3 separate regions of the Mus musculus genome follow, and all the other regions are linked to region 2. The links are chromatin contacts, called in public HiChIP or PLAC-seq maps. All regions are on one chromosome and are shown on one strand. Each heading gives the region's core, a stretch centred on a gene start, on an enhancer-like site or on the middle of the called end of the contact. The rest is flanking DNA. Distances are from core to core; before and after follow the strand shown.

Region 1 (4,523 bases), core at 1,476-3,975, 190 kb before region 2:
TGAATGTTCATCGGGTGCTAAATAAAGGAGAATTTAGAACATGGCATCAAGGAGGGGGAAACCATGTGGAACGGGGTCCCCAAGTAGGGACAGGTAGACTAGAGATCTTGCGTCTCCATTGACTCAGCTGTAGACCAGGGCTAGCACTAGGTGACCGCAGCTTTTTCAGTTTGAATATAATGCCAAGTCCACTAAAAAGCAAAAAAGTCCACCTGTTCCCTTTACACATTAGGCTCCTGTGTTTGTGCCATGCACTGTGGAAGTACAGCCATGCATTCGGGAAGAAAACATAGCATTGAGCAGTTTGGTAGACTCCTGTGGCCATTTCCCTACCTGCCAAGTGATTATCTGTCCCCAGGTCCTTACTCGTGGCATATGGGAAAGAGTAGATAATACAAAGATTGTAAAACACTGTCAATGTCAAGTACTGTGCCATAGACAGAGCAGCCACACAAGGCAGGAAAGCATCGTGAGAAAGAAAATAGGCATTCTTCCCCGCTGTGATTTTATTGTTCCCACCCCCCAACCCCCACCCCACCCCGAGACAGGGTTTCTCTGTGTAGCCCTGGCTGTCCTGGAACTCACTTTGTAGACCAGGCTGGCCTCCTGCCTCTGCCTAGGATTAAAGGCGTGCGCCACCATGCCCGGCTTGTGATTTTAAAACTATGTTCTAGATTTTTAACAACTAACCATCTTGATCTGTATTTTCCTGTTAATTGGAACTGCCCAACACACTTTGGGGCAGTACCTCCAACATCAGAGTGTGATACTAGAAGTCATTTCATTGTTTTCCAGCCCAAATCTTTTTGCAAAGAACTTGAGACAAGCTTGTTTCATCTCCAGTTCCAATCACTAGCCGTGTGATTGCATGTATAGGGTGGAAGAGCCAAGGTTAGAGCGGCACACAGGAAATCCAGACTCGGCTGCTTCTAAGCTCCAGTCAGCTGCAGCTCTGGGACAAATCAGAGTTGCAGACTTTATTGAGAAGACCAAAGCTGCTGTGTGGACTTAATCTGCTTAATTTCCCCAACAATAGATATAAAACTAACTGCAAGGTCACACAGAGGAGGAAGTTATCTAGAGTCTGCAGTTTAGTGTCTTGTCCAGTGTGTCTACATTCTCCTAAGTAAAGCAACTTGATATGTCTGGAAAGGGTATGTTTCTGTCTCCACTTTATATATGCTTAGAAAATTGGCAGATTTGATATAAGCCTTCATATTCACAGATATCCTAGAAATATCTACCATAAGTCTATCCGCTATTAAGGTCACAGTAATAGGATTGTATGGTTTGTAGAATTAAATATGCTTAGCTTTGGCCTGCTCTGAGGTTTCCAGTTTTCAAAAAAACATGAGAGAAAGCACTAGCATCAGCGTTGTCTCCATTAAATTAGATAATTTGCAGACTATGCATAGCAGAGTGCTGGCTTTCAGTGCATCATAGCTCGCATTACAGAACAGGTTCTTAGTCTGATTAGACTTTCACTGAATAGTTAAGCTCTTGATAAGAGAATCCAGATGAACAGGTAGTGTTTCGCTGTTGGTTAGTTGGCTGGTTTTGCATTTACTCTTTATCGTGGGAGGCTTGTGCATGCTGTGTTACATACAGGAGTTTAGAAGACAGCATGTAGGGTTCCGTTGTCTCCTCCAAACTTGGAGTCCTATGGTTCAAACATAGTTCACCAAGCTTGGTGCAGGTATCTTTATCTGCTGAACATCTCACCGGTCCTGTTTTTGTCTCAGATCGGGTCTTGCTATGTAATCTTGGCTGACCGGGTACTTTCTGTGTAGCCCACCCTGGCCTCAAACCCACAGCAGTCCTCTTGCCCCCTCACTCTGCCACATGCAGCCACCGTGCCCATTTTAGAAGAATCCCCATGTGCTGGAGAGCAGGCCTCTGCCTGGCCTGTGCCTTCTGTGTTCCTGGTTGGTAAGTAATGGGTGTTCAGGAAGGAGCTGCTTGCTGCACTTGAGCTTGGGTTTCTGTCAAAAGGAGATTGCCTCTTCAGTGAACCCTTGAGTCTTACGAACCAGTCCTTGATTTCAAAATTTCTTTTGAGTTCTCATGAATGTGGTGAGCTACCATGCAGTGTACTTGGAAACAGTCCAGTTTGGTTCTAAAGAGAGAAGGGAAGAGGAAGGGCGGAAGACCATGTCATCTAATTGGTTTGGGACCTTGGAAGAGACAGGATTGTCTGAGGGGAGCACCAGGTGGAGAATCCAGTATCCTACACACTGCTGCCAGCAGCACTTGCTCCTGAGAGGGAACCATACAGGAAACACATCATCCTGTGCCCATGCCAGGCCATCAGAGTCAAAGCCCTAGGAGTAGGGGACCGAGGCGTCTTTGTAGTTTAGTTTGCCAGGTTTAGGGAGCATTGCCACAGCCGTTTTCCAGGCCCAGGAAGAGAAAGCAATTCCCTGAGTCACTCCCAGGGCTAGTCAGTGACCAAGGCCAGCCTTAGGTTCAGAAGACACTCGGCCAGTACAGGGTCTTCCCAGGTTATCCCAGCCCCTGGTTCTCTACTGGCTGAAGAGCAGAGGCAAACGCTTCTCTCTCTGTGCTATCGAGAGCTGCCTGACCTTAAAGGGCCACTGTGGGGTCAAGCTAGTTAAAAGATGTTCTGTTCTGTTCACCGTGTCCTTTACTCACAGTCTGTTCTGCAGACAACTGAAAGGCTGCTAAATTAAGCCATTTTTCAGAGAGGTCTGAGTCATCTAGTGGCAGCTGTCGGTGCCTCGCTGGAGGTGCTTTGATCATTGTTGTCTAAATGCACACATTAGTCCTGGGCAGCAGTGTGTTGTGCTGTGCTAGGGACTTACTGAGATAATGGGCTCAGCCCTTGAGGACATCAAGGAAAGCCAAAGGCTCATGAGTTTCTCTCAGGGCAAGAAAAGGCATGGAAGCCACATATTTTAGCACCAACAATCTAGTCTCTCGGCTAGGAAAAGCTTGAATGTATCCTGCCTGCCCAGTTAATATAGAGAAGGGAAGTACCTCACTCAGATCACATGGGAATTCAGGAGCAGATGGCAGGACACAGCAGAACAGAATTGGTTTCCTCAAGGGAGTTTCCTCTATTCAATCAGGAAGGCTTTCATTAAGAGTTGTCATTTCAAGGACATCTGGAAATGAGGTCTGAGAAGCCAGTCCAAAGCACAGTGACCATGGGCATATGTTTGAGAAGAGTGGTGTACAAAAGAAGAAAAAAAATGCATTAACCTGTTATAAAGCAGTGTGTATAACTGATTTAGAGCACGGGGGTGGGGGGTGGATGGGTGGGGAGGAGTCAGAGTAGGAATCTGAAGAGGCCAGAAGTCACCAAACAGTTGCCAACGACAGCATTCTCATGGGTCTTACTGACATGACTAGGTGGTCGAAAGTGGTTCAGGGGGGTTAAAGTCACTGCCACCATTCCTGAACAGCCATTTCATGCCATGTCTAGCATATTGCATAAAATGTCTTTTTCCTTAGAACAGCTTTTCAGACAGGTGTTTTCCTCCAAGCCAGTGTTCCTGTGCCAGTGAATGCCCACTCAGACTTGGGTGGCTTTCTTAAAAGCACAGGGCGTTCGGGAGACAGAGTTCATACTTGTTGGTTCCTTCCTTGAGGCCTCTCTCAGGGTATTGAGGGGGAATGTTAGGGAGAGCCATAGGAGATCACCGAAAGCTTCTATCTAGGCCTGCAAACAAAAGGGGATAAAATGGTAGCTGTGGGTGGGGTCATACATTTCTGATTAGAAAGAGCAAGAAAATAATGCAAGTTTTTGCCATTGCCTCACCGATGCTTAAGGAAGAACAAATTGACCGGAAGTTACTTACTTGGCAGTGATTGACCTGGTGACATGACCCATCGAGTTAGAAAAAAGGAAGGCTCCTCAAGAAGAAAGATGTCACATAATAAGCTTTACTGGTGAGTTGGAGTGTTTAACGTTGCAATGCCCAACAAAAGATGAAAGGTAAAAGCAGATTAATATGTTGATGTGTCCTCTCAATAGATGATAGCACAGCATCCTGTGACCTAGGGTCTCACAAAATCTGCCACAGGCCTGTGTGCATCGGGCACTGGAATAAGATGGTAGATCACGGATGTGAGAGGATACAGCTAGGAATGGAAAGATCGAAAACTCCGGGAAGCTGTGTGCTATCATGCCAGCCTTGCACTGGAGGGAGAGCAGGGGAATTAAGTCTGGCAGGGCCCAGGGTCCTGTAAGAATGGATCATTAATTTTTTTTAAAGATGAGAAAGGAGGCTTTTAGGCAGGAAGCACAGTAAACACATCTCGTATCCTAGAATCCAAGGAAGAGGGGGAGAAGAAGGACTTAGCTGTGCTGACTACATTGGTCAGTCATTCATTAAGTTATAAATTAGTTTAAATCTTTTCAGTAGACCTGCCAATTAAGCATCCCACTTACACATGAAGAAAAGGGGCACGGAGTGCAGAGATGGGCAGGGAACAGGTAGGATTTTCCCAGGCCTGACTCTGAACCATGGCTTCCATGCCCCTACTGCCTCGGCTAGACT
Region 2 (4,396 bases), core at 305-2,804:
GTGCAATACATTTGTGAGACCTTGACAAACCAATATAAAGTCTGTTGGAGATTGGTTCTAATGCTTTGATCCAATTGGGAATCTGTATGGCCTTATCTAAGGGTCCTTGTCCCCAATCGGTTTTTGATCAAGCAATAAAGATGCCACTGGCTAATGGTTGGGAAAGGGGTGACAGGGCAGGGCTCTTAGAGTTGCTGTGGGGGAGGAGATGGAGGATCGCCATGATGCAGTGGGAGGTGGAAGAGATTAAGAGCTGCAGAGGGAAGATCATCTGAAATGTAGGAGGAAAGGGAAGCAGCCCCTGACAGGGCTGCCCAGAAGTGTCTTGGGCAGTAAAGACCAATGGGCCTCACAGAAGGTAACAGGGCAGCAAAGTTAAAGGTAGATTTAGAAGGTGTTGAGCCAGGAATACTGGAGGGAAAGTATGCTAGCCGTGGGAGGATTAGAACTGCCCAGCCATTAAGCTAGACAGCATATTAAAAATAAGCTAATGTGTGTGTGTGTGTTCCATTTGCAAATCCAAAGAGTTCCTGGGCAAGTAGCTGGAAGCATATGACCTGCTGGGTGCACAAAAACGGTGTAGCTAAAAACTCACCGCTACAGAATCCACTGTCTACTTGGAAAACATACATTTATTAATTACTCTATGTGGTCCACATTTAATATTGTCCAGCATGCACCAGACATCGGAGATACAGAAATGAATCAAATTCTATTTAGGGTACTGAGTGTGAGACTGGCGTTTGGAGACTGAAATGCTAGCTTCATATGCTGCCTGCATGACTAGAGTAGTTACCTACTGAGTCTTAGGCTCCTCATCTGTAAAATGGGTCTCATAGTAGCAGCACTGTCCTCAGGGGTTAGTGGTGACGATAGATGTGGGAAGCCTCATGGTAAGTGAGCTAATTTGAGATTTAGAGCAGTGCCTGGCATATAAAGAATGCTATGCAAGGTATTTCCTCAAGGAATTAAGTCTGTTGGCAGAGGACACCTCTCTCTCTCTCTCTCTCTCTCTCTCTCTCTCTCTCTCTCTCTCTCTCTCTCTCTTTCTCTCTCTCTCTTTCTCCCTCTCCCTCTCTCTTTCTCTCCCCCCCACTCTCTCCCTCTCTCTGTTGCTGTTGCTTTCTTCATTTAAGGAACTGAAGAGTTGATCAGATCTATTATGTTCTTCATGTTGTGTTTGGGGCAGAGGACTCTCTTTCCTTCTTGCCTCCCATCCTATGGAGTAAGACTCCATCATGAGAAAAAAAAAATAGACTCAAAGCACGCTATGGTTGCCTCTGCTTTACACTATCAATAACAAGACTGGGTGAGAAGAGGCTGGGAATGCAAGGTGCTTGGAGAGTGTTCAGCAAAATGCCACCCACTGGCCTGGGAGGGGAGGGGGTGAGTGGAGGGAGGAATAGTTTCCATTTTTGTCAGGGACCTCACTGTCCTGTGGAGCAGATGTAGCTTTCAGCCTCTGGCAGTGAGGATGGCAAGACAGAGCAGAACAGAGCCCATATTTGGCCAGGGAAGAAGTTCACTTCTCTCCACACCCTCTGACTCACCCTCCCGGCCCGCCAGCCTGGGGCTGAGCTCACAGCCCTCTGACTCAGGCACTGTGGGGTACCCTCTTCAGAGAGGGAGGTTGTCCCAGCACCGAGCTGCAGCCTCGGTTGGGACTCTTTCTCTTTATTAGTTCCTGCTTGTTCTGGGGCTGAGCCTGATGCTGTCTTTGCTGCTGCCCCTCACAAAAGCCCTTTCCACAGAGGATGGGCAGCTCTGAAGAGACCCTTGCATGCAGAAATGGGTCCTGCAAGGTTTGACTTTGTTTTGGGATGTCACCCTTGTGTCTCCCCCTGGAGTAAGCAGTAGACAGTCACTTGGATAGATGGAAGAGTTTTTCCTCTGATGGCAGGAAGGGGGGGGTGGTGGTGGGAATAAAGGGGTGGAGAGGTAGGAGTTCTTGACTCTATGTGACCTCACCCCTTTTTAGGTTTCCTAGCTACATGTGTTAGCCAATCTCACAGGAGATAGCAACTGTATAGGGAACTTTCCAGGCTGCAAGAGCACACGCTCAGAGGAGCTGTATTCGTTCCCTTATTGGTTTTTGTGTGGTCCCTGGAGATTAAGCACTGCTTCTCCTTGGAGCTGGTGGAAGTCCAGACTCTCAGCTCTGACCTGGCCAGCTGGTTGTGTTGTGATTCTTCTCCTGAGGACAGACAGGCATGATGAACTTTGGTCAGCTCTGAATACTTGGACATCTGCTGAGTTTCACACCCCAGACCTATTTCCAGAGGTTGTCACCTTACTGGGCTCAGGTGCATCCTGGACACCTTCAGAGTTGCCTGGGTGACTCAAAGGTGCAGGAAAAGGTCTCCACCATGCTAAGTGAGTCAGGGTGATGCTGATAATCCAGGCCACACACTCCAGTGCATTTAACATCTGGTCGGGCACAGAAAGGAGCCAGCCAGGCTAGGCTTAGCACATGCAAACACATGTGAACCGCAGAAGATGGAGGGTGACTGTTATCAGGGTGACACAGCCCAGCGCTACTGGCTACTGACCTGAAACCAATTGGATTATTGGCACACCTGAATGCACAGCACATGAAACCAGGGGGCCGCACGCATCTCCTGGAGTTTTGAGAAATGCCAAGAAATAGGGGCTGGGGAGATGGGTCAGTGGGTCACTTGATGCACGAGTGTGAAGACTGACCAGGATCCATTAAGAGCCAGGTGGGCAAGGTGGCCACCTGAAATCTCAGCATGTGGGAGGTAGAGATGTGATCCTCAGAGCAAGGTGGCTAGCTAGACCAGCTGAAATAGCAAGTACTAGGTTTAGTGAGAACCCTTGCCTCAGTGTAGAAGACAAAGAGCAACAGAGAGTCAGTATCAACCTTGGGCAGGTACACATTCGCCTGCACACATGTGTATCTACACATATATGAATGTGCATACACTCGAATACATGTAACACACCCACACTCAAAAGAGAGAAAAACAAATGCCAGAAGTAGAGCTTTTCATGAAATGCCTTCTGATTTTAACTGTGATCTCACATCCAAGACTTGCATAGGTTGAAGCCAGACAGGGGTCCAGCACTGAGAGGCAGAAGTAGACACAGGGTCCCACCTTTAAAGAAGTTATTTGTAGTTATTACCCACAGACAAAAGGGGTGTCACTGGGTATATCAACCACACTCCCAGGCAGCCCCATGCCCAGTAGTAATTAAACAATACAAAGCAAACTCCATTTTATTTCAAAGTATGCTGTGCTCTAAGCAGAATAGTCTAAATGTGGCCTGAGGTTTACACACACATACACACGCGCGTGCGCACACACACACACAGACACACACAGACACACACAGACACACACAGACACACACAGACACACACAGACACACACACACACACACACACACACACACACACACACACACACACGATCTCTATCCCAACTCTGGTGATCACCTGCTCCAGTTTTCCAAAACTCTCCTGTCTGTAGCATTAAAGGCCCTTATCTTACTCAAACAAGGATGGAGGTCTCAGGGTAGTGGCCCTAGTAAAGTGTTACTTCCTGGCTTGCTAGCATCAACTGTGCAACCTACCACACCCATGTCTGAAACTTGGGGTTTTATACCTGTTTACTTGTGGTGGTGGTCATCTGACTTAATCATTATGGGCTTTGCCTCATTAATAATATGGAGGCAATTAATCATAGGCTGTGGCAAGGCCCCTGAGCAGCTCTAGCTGTCCCAGCAGTCATCAAATGCTACACGAGTGCAAGCTGGTACTATTCAGGTTTTGCATCAGAGGATGGAGTAAGGAGAGTGCCACCGATCAGTGCAAGTTCCTCTAATGCCTTGGCTGTAGGTCTGTCAGAGCAAGTGCAGTGCAGAGCAGAGGGCCAGAGAGCTGGATGCTGAACACAGGGACCTAGAACGGTGGGCTATGCCTTTACGGAAGTCGGTTCACTTCTCTGTGGCTCATGACCTCAGTTGTAAGCTGTGTTAACCACACTCACCTTCAAGGATGCTGTGGGGCCAATGAGGTGATTGATGTGTGTGACTGTGAGACCCTTTTAGGGGATGCATTTCAGGTAGGAGGTTATTGTGCTTTGAATCTGAAGTGCCCCCTGACTAGTTTGTGTTTTCAGGACTTGGTGCCCAGCTGACGATGGTGTTTCGGTAGGTTTTGGAAATGCTGGCTGGTGATAGGTAGGTGGAGGGAGACCATTTCCTGTTGCTCTCTGCCTCTCACCTGCTGTGACATGAGCAGGCCTCACATATTTCTGCTGTCATGATGTTCTGCCACAGTGCATGGGGCCAAGTGGTCACAAGCAGAGTCCCCTGAAACCATGAGCTGGACGTACTAATGCTTTCTTGTTTCTGTCAGAATTCTGGAGCATAG
Region 3 (4,159 bases), core at 1,068-3,567, 240 kb before region 2:
GCTAGCCTCACCTCACGACCTCCTGACCCTCTGAATCCTAGTCATTTCTATTGTTCATTTTACTGTCCAAGATCTGCCACGGTAGGTGTTCACCCTCCTGGCTCTTCCAGTTTTGCATTCCTTTCCTGGGCCTCCAAAATGTTCTGTACATGGACCTCCAGTGCTCTCAGGAAGGAGGGAAGACAGGAGCTGTTATTTATTGGTTCTCTGCTGCTCATCTCGGTGATTCAGCCCAACCTACACTGCATACTTGGCCCATTTACTAGAGCAGTCACCAGCACTCTGTGCTCCTTTGATCACCTCACCTCCCACTGTGCCATCGGTCCAGCCAGCCCCTGTCTTTTGTCCTGCTCCAGTGCTCCAGGACTCTTAACTGAAACACAAGCTCTTCCAGATTGAGCCTTCTACAGACTGGCTGCTCAGACAAAGATCACCTAATCTGCCCAGCTCCCAACCCTGTGAGCTGCCATTGCCAGGCATGGCTTCATTATAGTCTTCCAGGGAGCCCTTACCAGCGGAGCAAAACTAAACTCGTTCAGATCTTCTCTTCTGCCATACTGTTGCTGAGCCCGTTTCCTGTTCCCTGGCGGCCTTCCATGAGTCCCTCTGATGGCAAGTCCCCTTCTCGCTTGCTTCTGCAGAGCAAAGGACTGGTTGTTTTGAGGCCCTACTTCTTGCTTTACTTTTGGTCACACTGCATCTTCTGCCCACTCCGCTGTCCTCCTATCTCTGGCTACAGAATATCACTTAGATAAGAGCACACAACGATGTTTCATGTATTTTCCCTGATGATGTACACAGTGCCTGGTACAGTGTCTGCCATGGTGGAAAGCCCACGAACATTTGAACAGAGAAGAAGCCAAAAGACAAAGGAGAGTAGATTGGACCCTGCTGCTGTTCTATGTGCATGTACGCATTTCCTTTTTAAGGTTTCATTGTGTATATTCATCAGCGTCTATTTTCTTCTCATCCCTAGAAGCCCAGTGAAGTTAGTGCTGTCATCCCTGATACGTATGTGCAGAGAAAACTCATAGAAGTCACTCTGCTTGTAGGGGGAAGAACTTCCTGTCTTTCACAAGCCTGCTCGATGCCGTCACTTCTGAAAAGCCTTAGTATGCCCCTAGCCTTCCATGGCACTGTTCACTCATGGGCGTCTCTACAGAAATGACATTGTGCGTGGCTCCTGTGCCAGGTGCATTACGCCCTCCTCCTTGCCACTGCTTACATGAGGGCTTCTGGTATGTGGGGTCTTTGACAGTTTTCACTTTCTGTCTCACACTCCATATGCCAGTCTTAGCTCTATAACCTCAGACAAGTTATGAGTTCCTCAGGTGGGTGGAAGTGTTTCTTCTTTTATGTGACCCTTGTTGGACATACATAAGGGATTGTTGCGTAGTGACCATTTCCCGTCTGCTGAGTTGGAGGCTCTGGGACATGAGTCTGGTAACGTCTTCATCACTAGGCTGTTCTTCAGATCTCACTTGCATCTTTCTGTTGTTCCCTGCAGAGGGCCTCCCCTTCTCCAGTAGCCTGTCTGCCTCTTCCAGTCAAGCACTGGTAGTCCTTAGATATGACGAATATGGTGACTAACTGAGAAGCCTCTTTGTAAAGACCTCAAAAGCAATCACAGGTTTAAATGTGTGTTTGCAGATAAATACATACATATGTTTGCATATAAACAAAGATTTTGTCATCTTCTTTAAGTGCTTAACTCGCATGTGCTTACTAAGACATCTCTGCAGACTGTAAATTAAAAGAATAGCCAGCCACCGAGAGTTCCAAGACCAAGAGTTCCAAGACAAAAAATCCGCAAAAATTCTTTGAAAAATTTTTGGCTAGAAAATTATTTTAATTGACTTTTTAGTACAACTTTTGATGTTAAATATAATGTCAGTGGCAGAGAATCTAAAATAATAAGCATACTTGGGATCTTTAAAAATCCATTGTCAGTGTCCACCATGTGCAGATTTTAGTTGATTATAGTGAAATGACTGGCGGGGAGAAAGAAAGGTGTTCTAGTAAGTACTCATAAGGAATTCCAGAAGCTTCTGGGAGCTAGGACCACTGGTTCTGGAGGCACTGCACCATCTTTGGGTTCTCCAGTGGCATGGAGGGCTGCTTCTGAGCAGGCCTGGCCCTCCTCTCAGGTTTGCTTCTCAGCTTTCCCTGGTTCCTTTGGAGGAGAGGAAGTGTGTGTGTGTGTGTGGGGGGGGGGGGGGGTCTGGAGAAGCCTGAGGGCAGAACCCATGGGTTGCTGAAGTGAGCGAGCCCTGTGGTTGCCATGCCAAGGCCTGGCTGGTGCTGGCTCAAGCTCCGTGTTTGCTTTGTGGGAGCATGCCGGAACTGACCTTTCACTTGCCCTTCACGCTCTGGGTGACTCAAACGCTGAGCCATTGTTTTAGGAACTGATTATGCTTTGACAGTATGGCAGAGGTATTTCCTCAGTGCTGGGCCGAGGCTGGGAGGTGGGTAGATTTTGGTATGATTTTGCTTCAATTGGGAGGACCGCTTTTCTCTTTCTTTGGGTATTGTTTTGCTTTTTCCATCTGTAATACACATGCCAGTCCCAGATGCTGAAATTCACCTGAACCTGTCCAAAAATTGCCAAGAGATCTTGTAGCTTTCACTGGCAGCTTGTAGCCTTAGTGTGGCATTTCTGTTAAAGGCTCACTCTATCCTTGCCATCATATGGAGGCCAAGAGTCAAAACAGACAAATGTGGAAATGTAAGCCATATAAAGCTCTGTGCTTGTAAATCTTCATAGTAGAGCAACTATAACAGTGTGAAGGGAGGCTTTTATTACGTAGATTCATGGAATCTGCCCTCTCTGAAAGTTTGGAGTTGCCGGTTAAATACGTATGTATTTTTCAAAGGAAATCATCAAAAAGGACATTCCGCTCTTATTACAAAGTTATTTTAGGGGTAAATATTTTGATAGATGTGGTTCGGTGCACCTGGGAGCTGAGCCGTAGCTTGAGGCGGTTAGAACAGATGGAGCTCTGAGATAGTTCAAGGCTTGGGTTTTCCCCTGTGCAAGCACATGGCTGGTGGGCCGCAGGAACCTTAACTTTCTCCATGCTGATGTTAGAAAAGTAGCTTTCTTATGGAAAGGTCTCATTACTGAAGCGTTCGGGGACCATCGTAGGTCTTCTCTGAAATAAATGTATAGTGAGGTCTGTTGTGTACACACATTTTATTAAGAGAGAGAATGCAGTCTCTGGCCAGGAGTAAGTCATGTCAGGACTGCCTACATTTGCATCAAATGCAAAGGTCTGGGATTTGGGCGCTGACTGACTGACAGGAACAGCAGAAGCTTAGCAAGACAGAAAGACTGCTGTGAGCTTCCTTCTTTTTTGAAGTTGAGTTGAATCACTAGTCAGATTGAAATCCTAGCATATAATTTTTAAAAATAGTCTAGTGTGTCATCCAACCTTGTCAGGAAATCAGTGTACACGAGCACAGCTCTGGCTGCTTCCCGTGCTCACCTGCCATTTCAGTAGAGAGCTTGCTTGGCTAGGGACATTCTACAATTCTAACACTTCTCCCTCTTTGACTAAAGTGATCTTTTGTCAGCCATGAAAGTATTTGTCCTTGTGAAAGTCACCTCGTAGGAGCCGGGTGGTTTGGTAACCTGAGTCCAGTCATGGGGCCCCGTTCATAAGTTAGTGATCTTGGAACAGGGACCATGTTTGTTGGTGTGATTTGTCTCTGTTTTGGTTTGGTTTTGTTGAGAAAGTCTCACTGTGTAGCCCAGGCTGGCCTGGAAATCAAGCCAATCCTGGCTCGGTCCCCTAAGTGATGAGTTTTACAGGTATGAGCTACCACACCCAGTCGTTTGTCACTTCTTATTTCCTATCTCAGAATAAGTTCCCCAAGGGCAGAAACCACCTTTCTGTTCTCATCGAGTAGTTGTTGATGATTTGTTGACGGACACATAGCTGAGAACTGTTTGTGTAACCCCCCCCCCCCCGCCCCCAGCTCTGAGTTAACACATGGTGATGGTGATTTTTCAGCACTTCCTTATTAGTAGCACAGGCAGGAACATGGATATTGCAAGCTCGCCAAGCGCTAACCCTTCCCACCCTTGGTAAGAGTTCCTGATAAACCTTTGGCTTCTGAGGAGAGAGAACTAAGCCCCAGTACCTCCTCAGCAACCGCC

Evidence for each region. HiChIP or PLAC-seq counts read pairs in DNA pulled down with a chosen protein or histone mark.
Region 1: a contact with region 2 is called in a FOXA1 HiChIP or PLAC-seq map of pancreatic cancer cells. The contact joins two enhancer-like sites. A contact is called at or near these places in 1 of 15 datasets of contacts at CTCF or cohesin (the NIH/3T3 cell line), 1 of 484 Hi-C or Micro-C datasets (muscle stem cells) and 1 of 115 datasets of contacts at active chromatin or transcription factors (pancreatic cancer cells).
Region 3: a contact with region 2 is called in a FOXA1 HiChIP or PLAC-seq map of pancreatic cancer cells. The contact joins two enhancer-like sites. A contact is called at or near these places in 2 of 484 Hi-C or Micro-C datasets (muscle stem cells and nephron progenitors), 3 of 115 datasets of contacts at active chromatin or transcription factors (memory CD8 T cells, microglia and pancreatic cancer cells) and 1 of 9 other capture datasets (embryonic stem cells).

What each region holds. Positions count from the first base shown.
Region 1 is chr15:59,564,981-59,569,503 of GRCm38.p6, forward strand. The region is part of intron 4 of Nsmce2 (NSE2/MMS21 homolog, SMC5-SMC6 complex SUMO ligase); the gene reads left to right. Among named protein-coding and RNA genes, the nearest start is that of Gm36677, 51 kb to the right of the region's middle. Within about 2 kb of position 2,726, at least 89 of the 459 cell types and tissues checked have an H3K27ac peak or open chromatin away from gene starts, as enhancers often do. A contact at or near this core is called in muscle stem cells and pancreatic cancer cells, where this site is marked.
Region 2 is chr15:59,758,262-59,762,657 of GRCm38.p6, forward strand. No RefSeq gene overlaps it. Among named protein-coding and RNA genes, the nearest start is that of Gm19510, 34 kb to the right of the region's middle. Within about 2 kb of position 1,555, at least 148 of the 459 cell types and tissues checked have an H3K27ac peak or open chromatin away from gene starts, as enhancers often do. A contact at or near this core is called in muscle stem cells and pancreatic cancer cells, where this site is marked.
Region 3 is chr15:59,521,879-59,526,037 of GRCm38.p6, forward strand. All of the region lies in intron 4 of Nsmce2 (NSE2/MMS21 homolog, SMC5-SMC6 complex SUMO ligase), which reads left to right. Among named protein-coding and RNA genes, the nearest start is that of Gm36677, 94 kb to the right of the region's middle. Within about 2 kb of position 2,318, at least 149 of the 459 cell types and tissues checked have an H3K27ac peak or open chromatin away from gene starts, as enhancers often do. A contact at or near this core is called in muscle stem cells and pancreatic cancer cells, where this site is marked.